Regions from separate parts of the Danio rerio genome. Here region 2 is linked to region 1. Evidence: chromatin contacts called from public HiChIP or PLAC-seq data. All regions are on one chromosome and are shown on one strand. The core of a region is the stretch at or near the end of the contact, and the rest is flanking DNA. Distances in the headings are between cores, read along the strand shown. Region 1 has its middle 110 kb from the start of fndc5b. Region 2 holds the start of marcksl1b (MARCKS-like 1b).

Region 1 (4,393 bases), core at 1,504-4,003:
ATACATTCTTTAATCCTATTTTATACCTAAATATAACTGTTTCAACTATCTACGCAATATTAATATTCAGTAAATTAGGATTGTATTAAGGCAGAAATCACTGTTACTGGATAATTTGTGCTCCACATTAAAGAGTTACAGAGAGTGTTTTTAAAGTCAGAAGCTTGCAGTTTATTTCTTTATTTTTTCTTTGTTTTGCAATTACAGGTTTACATTTCTAACAATTCTGTCAGCTTGAAAGATTACAAGAGAAAAATGTGCAATTGAATTTTTACAATATTTTGGTGCAAATCTGCTTGCTCAGTTAGATGTTATGCAAAGTGGTTTGCTGGTCCAATCAATCTATCAAACAGGATGGGGAGACTCAACAAATGGTAATAATAAACGTTTACAAAGTGATGTAATACTTTCGAAATTCTCGATCGCAATATTTATGTATATATATGTATATATATATTCATGTCTAATATGCAATGGCCAGAAAGTGTATGTTTTTTTTTTTTCATAAATCGTCAAAATATTGGTGCCCAGAGACAGTAATGATTTTATATAAAATTTACTTTAATGTGTGATAGGACTAAAAAGTGGTCATAAACTAATATTATCTCAATTGAAATGAGTAGTGCTTTGGACTCGGAAACAGTATTCCATATGTCACAACTCACAACTTAACAAGCGGGTGGGCTTCCATAGACCACGACTGTACAAAAGGACACATTGAGTTTAAAATAGATTTGAATGAAATAAACTGTTATTAAAATAATTATCTAGGGGAATTTATTTATTACTAATCATCATTTGTTTTTATGTCTTATTGTGGAAAAATAGCCATATACTTCATGCACAATGGTTATGGAAATATGGACTCTATTGTTTCTTCAAGCAATATGGTTAGATAAAGACACTAATCGTTTGTTTGTTTTTTTCCTTGCTTCCTTCCTTCCATCTTTCATTTGTTTGTTTGTTCGTTCTTTCATTCTTTCTACAAGTGATCTCAGTAAACCATAACTCAATGTCCACATTTGATTATTAATAATGACCATAAAGCTATAGGATTTTTCCAGGTTAGGAAATATTGCATATTATCCAAGTTCCCTAAATTATATATTGAAATAAGAAACTTCTTGATGTGTAGTGGTTTTGTTCTTTTTAATCCATTTCAAGACTGGAGGACTCAGAAGTTTGCTAGTTGGCTTTAGTCCCCTATATTTGAGAATCGCCAAAGTAAGCAATTGGCCTAGTGCATGTTTAAAATTAGTTATCTGCTCTCTTTTAAATTCATTTAATGCATGTGTTTTTGAAGTTTAATACTTGTGTAGATTCCAACTAAGCAGAGCAGCTGTAATGAAAAAAATCATGTGTGTCGATGTCAATATTCTCAAACTCTAATGTTGCTGCTCCCTCTGCAGGCCAAACACTTCAATTACCAGTTTTAATTGGTGAGTAGGCTACTTATATATATATATATATATATATATATATATATATATATATATATATATATATATATATATATATATATATATATATATATATATAAAATATATTAAATTCCCATTCATTTTGTCATTGTAGTAAATTGCAACTAATAGCAAAATATATGAAATTGACATATAAATAAAACCGCTAACAGCACCATTTATATATAGCGTTTAATGACTTGTACCATTCAAAGTGATTTACCTAGTTTAAGCCAATTATCTAATAGTGCTAACTATTTAACAATTTATCTTAGAATGCTATTAATAATAGTGCTATTTTATTACTTTTAAGGTGTATGTTGTCTTTAGAAATCCAGTAATTAAATGTGACACAAAAATAGATAAAGCACATTTAAAAAAAACAGAATAGCCTCACATTATCTATTATCTACACACTTATCATTTTTCATTCATTTTATTTTGGTTGTGCAATACTATAATCTCACTATAAAGAAATTATCAGTGATTAAAATTTAATGAAAAAATAAAATAGTTTTTTTTCTTGTTGAGTTATTTTAAATATATATTTTTACTTTTACGCTATGGACAACAAAAATACAAATAATCTGTGTTTTGTTTAGACTTAAGCCTCGATGCACACCATGATTTTAATTTTTTAGTAAAGATATTTGAGTTGATTTCTTTTCTAGCATGCTGTGTTTTAAAAGCATTAGCATAATTTATCTGCCAGTCAACGCTAATTATATTATACACCATACATAATTTCTTCAAGCCTAAAATCAAACAACGCTTTTTGTATATTAACTTAATGGTTTATTTTTTGTTTTGTTTTATTAAGTTATTTTGTACATTGTTTTTTAATTTTTATTTTTGTTTGGTTTTGTACTTGATTCACTGTATATCTGACATGTCTCAGTCAGTTTGTGCAAGATTATGTTTGGACTGAGTTTGGCCTAAATTGTTGTTTTTGAAAGGCAAAAAAAAAAAAAACTTAATGGTTGAACACTTCCCATAATGACCACCAGGTGTCGACATTGTCCCAAAAACCTTCCCGTCTCTTCCTCCAGCCGACACCCTTTTTCAGCCACCTAGGATTTGGTCTCCTTGTCTTCATTCATGTCACGCTTCACCGCAAAATATCATGCTTAGACCCTCATATACATTTGACCTGTATGTCCGGATTCAGCTGTGGCATTTTATTTCACAACTGCTCGTATTTTTTGCGTCAGTTCCAGACGCGCTTTACCTGTTAACCGCTGAGTTTGACCAGTCTGTTATGATGAGCACCCATAAAAGCGCGTGTCTGGATATCAGCGAATGCGCGCGTGCTAGTTAAGATGTGCATCACGTCTGCTCGGGTTTGGGAAGAGGAAGGGGGGATGGGGGTCTGACTCTATTGGAAAGCAGGATTACATTTTATTTTGTGCGTCTGCACCACTTTTGTGTCTATCTATCCGTGTGTGCGTGTGCGTTTGTAGGTATGTACATCGAGCATCACTGTAAGGAAGGAAACGCCTACAAATCAGACAGATATATAGGTCACAATTGGCATTTTGGAAAGGGAGGGGTATTGTGTCTTTTTTTATTAATTTATTTATCCCCTTTTCTACTCATTTATTAATTCACCCTCTGCTTCAGTAATGGAAGAAGGCAAATGAATAAAATAAACATTGAGAGAGGAAAAGAGAGAGAGACAGGCAAAAGCTTCACATGGTTAACACCATGGTCTCTCTGCATGTAGAAAAAGACGAAAGTATCACCATGGAAACACCCATCCAGTCTCCCACCGCTGTTTTCCCCCCTCCGTTTTCCCTCTCTTCTTACCTCCATCTTTTCCTCCCCCACATTCCCTGTCTTTCTCTCTCTCCATTTCTGTCTCTCCCCACCGCTGTTTCACCAATCCCCCCCTTCTCTTTGGCTATGTTCACACTAGTTTCATTTTGACACAGTGATTTAAAATAAAAACTATCATCGTCCATACTGGCATTTTCGGGAAAGATCTCCATCCACACTACGCTGTAAGACTAAAAACGTATAAAGATACAAAGTTCTAGAAATATGTAGCATATACAACTGTTAACTAAAATACTAATTAAAATCAAGTTCAGTCATTTGTTATAAATTATTAGTGTTCAACTGTGTTCAAACAGCCACGGATACATTGGCTGTGCACATACTTTTACAAAAACAATGCTTTGTATTACACTTGTTCATAAAACACCATCACTTGATTTTGACAACTGATTATTTAAACTGCACAGTGTAGCTTTTTAATATTTGTTTGACCGAAGGCTGCATTATCAACATAGCAATGTTTTGACATATTGTGTGCAGGCAAGAGGCTTGTTGTTGTTAGTTTGTAAAAACAGATTAAAATATACTAATTTTTTTTATAGATTTATTTTTGGCTTTTTTCGCTTTTATTAAGATAGGACAGTAACTGGGCAGGAAGCATAGCTAAAAGGATAAGGGGGTTGGGATTGGGAAAGGTCTCCATAACTGGACTTAAACTCGGAACATCTGAAAATAATAAAAGTGAAATATCAATATATGTCGATGCACTGCCCACGAGGCTAACGCTGCTGACTATTATATTTATTTGAATCAAATTTTTGTAATTTATGTAAGAGTAAGACACCATTTGAAACTGTAATGAGCTTTTATTTATGTACAGTCATTGTGTTTTAAAATAAATAAAGTGTACAGAATGTATTTTCTGCAACATAGACTTATTCTAAAAACATAGCCCTATGTACATTTCTGAAGATCGCAAATTATGTAGCCAGAGGCACGTGTGGCTTTGTCTTTCTAACAAACGCTACGGGGCTGTATGATACTATTCCTTTTCTCGCTTCCATATGTGCAGCTTTTCCGCTGTTACCAGTTTGTCGGCGGACTTGAGACCAAGTGGCGTTGACCGCGACAATGGGGTTCGAATTTGGTGAAGATCA
Region 2 (3,863 bases), core at 428-2,927, 250 kb after region 1:
GGACATTCTGAGAAAGTGGCGAGATGCAGATGCGGTGAAACATTCTTCTGGAGCGTTCGCATGCTTTGCATTCCTTTACAAACAGTTTAGACTTTATGTCATTTGACAAGGCCAAAGAGAGGGGAAAAAAGAGGAGTAAAGGAGGAAGATGAAAATAAAAATTTAGATAATGATTTATATGTTGTAAATTATATCAGAGGAAATTATTGGTGGCACTTAAAGTTGATTATCATCAGCGAGAAACAGTAAACAACTGAAAGATTGTGGCCACAAATTGGGTCACAGGTCTATTCTCATACTAAAAGCAAATGATCAAATGCAAGCAATCATAAACTCATATATAGATCAAAAAACATCTTATCAAAAGGCAGGAGATGTGTCTTCCGTATCTTTTCTTAATGATAAAGGTTGGGCGAGACTTCATGATAGTCTGGAGCCAATGCATCTGTCACTTATTAATGTGGGCAATGTTGTTAACTCTGGCCTAGTTTAGTTCCAATTGTTAATCACATCTTTGCTATTGTTTACAGACAATGATGCCTATTGTTTTCAGTCTATGCAATTCATTATATATCATTATATAACAAATTTAAATTTACAAATAAATAAATAATTAAAATCTCTTTTACAAGCATCAATTTTTGACACACTAAAACGTGCGCATGCATCAGTAGCACCGATTTTGTACAAATTACCATTATATATATATAATATTAACAATACACAGAAGTAAATATTACTCAAATCGTGTACGACACTTTAAAAAATTCAATCTTCAGAGTAGCCTACATACAGTCAGAATTATTGCCCCCTTTGAATTATTTATTTCTTTTTAAAAATATTTTACAAATGATGTTTAACAGAGCAAGGACATTTTCACAGTATGTCTGATAATATTTTTTCTTCTCGATAAAGTCTCATTTGTTTTATTTCGGCTGGAATAGAATCAGTTATTGATTTTTTAAAACAATTTTAAGGTCAAAATTATTAGCACCTTTAAGCAATGTATGTTTTTGATAATCTACAGAACAAACCATCATTATACAATAACTTGCCTAATTACCCTAACCTTCCTAGTTAACCTAATTAACCTAGTTAAGCCTTTAAATGTCACCTAAAGCTGTATAGAAGTGTCTTGAAAACTATCTAGCAAAATACGATTTACTATCATCATGGGAAAGTTAAAATAAATCAGTTATTAGAAATGAGGGGCTAATAATTCTGACTTCAACTGTATATAAAAAGTTTAACGAAGCATATAAGTTGTTTATCAGATAAGAGTGTAAATTATGCCCTGCTATTAATCATTATTATTAAATGCCACTGTTGTCTTGAGCACAGTGAGCTGCATATATTGAACGACAGGGCACATTCACCACAGACAAGCCTTAAATGCTTGTATTCTAGTGTGTAGTTCAATGGGTTCAAGTAAACTGTAACCCCATTGCTCTTAGTAACAGGGAATTCAACAAGTCACCCCGTTGGTTCCCTTCTTCTTTCCAGTTCGTTGCCATTTTCTATTTCTATGAAGCTAATGTGGAATCAACAGAGGCGGGACATGGAGGGCGGGGTCGTGCTTCAGATTGGTTCGCGTTACCGTGACACGCCCAAGGGCGGGGCTTCGGGTTATCTTGAAGCGCTGTAGGACTGGAACTGGTAGTAGTAGGTCGAGTCGACGCTCACGGGTGGAAGACAAGAGTGGATCATCTCAAGTTTTCCTTCTGAAGGAAAAAAACAGCAACTTTCCTCGCGCATTTGGATGCACGTTACGCCCATTGGTCTGGATTAATTTTTTTTCCACTCACCTGAATTTGAGTTCTTTTTAATTTACTTTAAAACCACATTTAGTATAATGGGATCCCAGGCATCAAAGGGAGGAGTGGCTGTGGAGGGGAAAGCCGCCGCTGCTGACCCGGCTGCCGTCAAGACTAACGGACAGGTAATTCATCTCTCCATCTGCGACACACCCACATCTGACCAACAAGTGCTTCAGCGAGAGTTGCAAACCACCGTCTGCGATTTAACCAGCTCTCTAAGTGTGGCGAGCAGACGGTGATTTTACTTGGAAAAGGGAATGAAACAAAAGCAAACCATTTTATTCATTGTCTTATTTATAATGTCACGTCGAATGGTTTCATTCAGGACAATCCCATTAGGCTGTTGATACACGGTTTTCTGTTTTGCGTTGAAAACAGATTGTTTTTGCTACACGTTTTCGATTCATTTCTGTCGTTGAAATTGGTTTTGTCGTTTGGATACGGTCGGTGTTGTTGCCATGCGATCTCCATTAATGCCAGTGTAGGAGGATGCTGCACGTATTCACTATGCATGGGTTAACAGCAGCAGGGGGTTGCGATCTATCTGGGGAGAAATGGATGTAACTGGTATTTTGGAAGTGTTGTTTTTGTCATTTTTTTCATTTTCGGGTTAAAACTTGATAGTATTGTATACAATGGATAGTTTCATGTTTCGGTTTACTAATTAAGTGTTAACAGATTTCTCTCTTTTCATTTGAAACATTTAATTTCGTAAATATTTGGTCGGATTTTCATCGATTTTTTTAGTTGTATTTTTGTCTGTGGGGAAGCGCGTGGAGTATTCATTTCCAGACGCACCGGGGTTTAAAGTCTAGACATTGGGGCGAGTGTCTACAGTTGGTCAAGCTTTTGGGGTTTTTGTGTGACTAAACCCCGTTCTTATCAATGAGGGTGCTAATATTTTACGTTACCTCTTTCAAATCGCCGTTTGTGGTTATTTGTTCGTCGATGGATAAGCGGTGAATGAAGCTCAATGAAATTCTCCATCGTGCTTCGCTCGATCTCCGTCTTTTGTTCCAAAGCTGCGTCTCGCTTCGCATTGTGTGTGGTGTTCTGCGATGCTCTATCGCCCTCGCTTGGTGCTGCGCGGCATTGCAAGGCGTCACCTCGAAGACATGCATTATTTACGTGACGGGTCACTGATGTGTCCGTCGACGATTGAAGGAATGCCCTAGAGCTTATGCAAAAGTAGTAAACTCGTAGTAAATAATCATCCATTTTGCCTTCTGATTCATTATGCTGAATTCCAATTTTGTTTTTTCTTTTTTCAGGAGAACGGTCATGTTAAGACCAATGGTGATGTCTCTGCCAAGGCAGAGGGAGATGCTGCCACCACCAACGGTTCTGCAGAAGCAGCTAAGGAATCTGAGGCTGGAGCCGGCGACGCCATCGAACCAGCGCCTGCCGCTGAGGGAGAGGCTGCCAAACCTGAGGGCGAGGCCACCAAGGAGACCCCCAAGAAGAAGAAGAAGAAGTTCTCCCTGAAGAACTCCTTCAAATTCAAGGGTATCTCACTGAAGAAGAGCAAGAAGAATGCTGAGGTGAAGGAAGAGGCCGCTGCTGCTGCTCCAGCTACCGAAGAGAAGCCAGAGGAGAATGGAGCAGCCACTGAGGAGAAGAAAGAGGAGGAGGCCAAGGCCGAGGAGACACCCGCTGCCCCTGTTGAAACCCCCAAGGCCGAGGAGCCTGCAGCCAAGGCTGAGGAGCCTGCTGCTGCAAAGGAAGAGGCTGCTGCACCTGCTGTAGAGGCCACGAAACAAACAGAGGAGACCAACTCAACACCTGCACCATCTGAACAGAAGGAGTGATTGTACTTCACAAAGGACTTTGTGAACTGTTTTTCCAAGAAAAAAATATATATTTATATATATGTGTATATGTATACATATGTATATATACATGGATATATGTATATGTATATATACACATGTATGTGAAAAAGACTCCTTGTGCCACTTTCTTCAAGATTAATAACAAATGACAAACTAGATTCACTAGTTCACTTCCCTGATAATGGCTTAAAGATCTGGAATTCCGAGCGAAGGC

Evidence for each region. HiChIP or PLAC-seq counts read pairs in DNA pulled down with a chosen protein or histone mark.
Region 2: a contact with region 1 is called in an H3K4me3 HiChIP or PLAC-seq map of embryo, with 3 times the contacts expected there. The contact joins the promoter of marcksl1b here to the enhancer-like site in region 1. A contact is called at or near these places in 7 of 18 Hi-C or Micro-C datasets (caudal fin, embryo, fibroblasts and 2 more) and 4 of 4 datasets of contacts at active chromatin or transcription factors (caudal fin, embryo, gastrula embryo and 1 more).

What each region holds. Positions count from the first base shown.
Region 1 is chr19:32,017,003-32,021,395 of GRCz12tu, forward strand. No RefSeq gene overlaps it. Among named protein-coding and RNA genes, the nearest start is that of fndc5b, 110 kb to the left of the region's middle. Within about 2 kb of position 2,754, at least 40 of the 62 cell types and tissues checked have an H3K27ac peak or open chromatin away from gene starts, as enhancers often do. A contact at or near this core is called in gastrula embryo and pancreas, where this site is marked.
Region 2 is chr19:32,265,592-32,269,454 of GRCz12tu, forward strand. marcksl1b (MARCKS-like 1b) reads left to right here and starts at 1,678. Exons shown (of 2, transcript NM_213223.1): 1 at 1,678-1,939; 2 at 3,089-3,863. The coding sequence starts at 1,853. The coding sequence ends at 3,625. It overlaps LOC141379120 (a long non-coding RNA gene), which reads right to left and starts at 2,835. Exons shown (of 7, transcript XR_012395113.1): 1 at 2,729-2,835.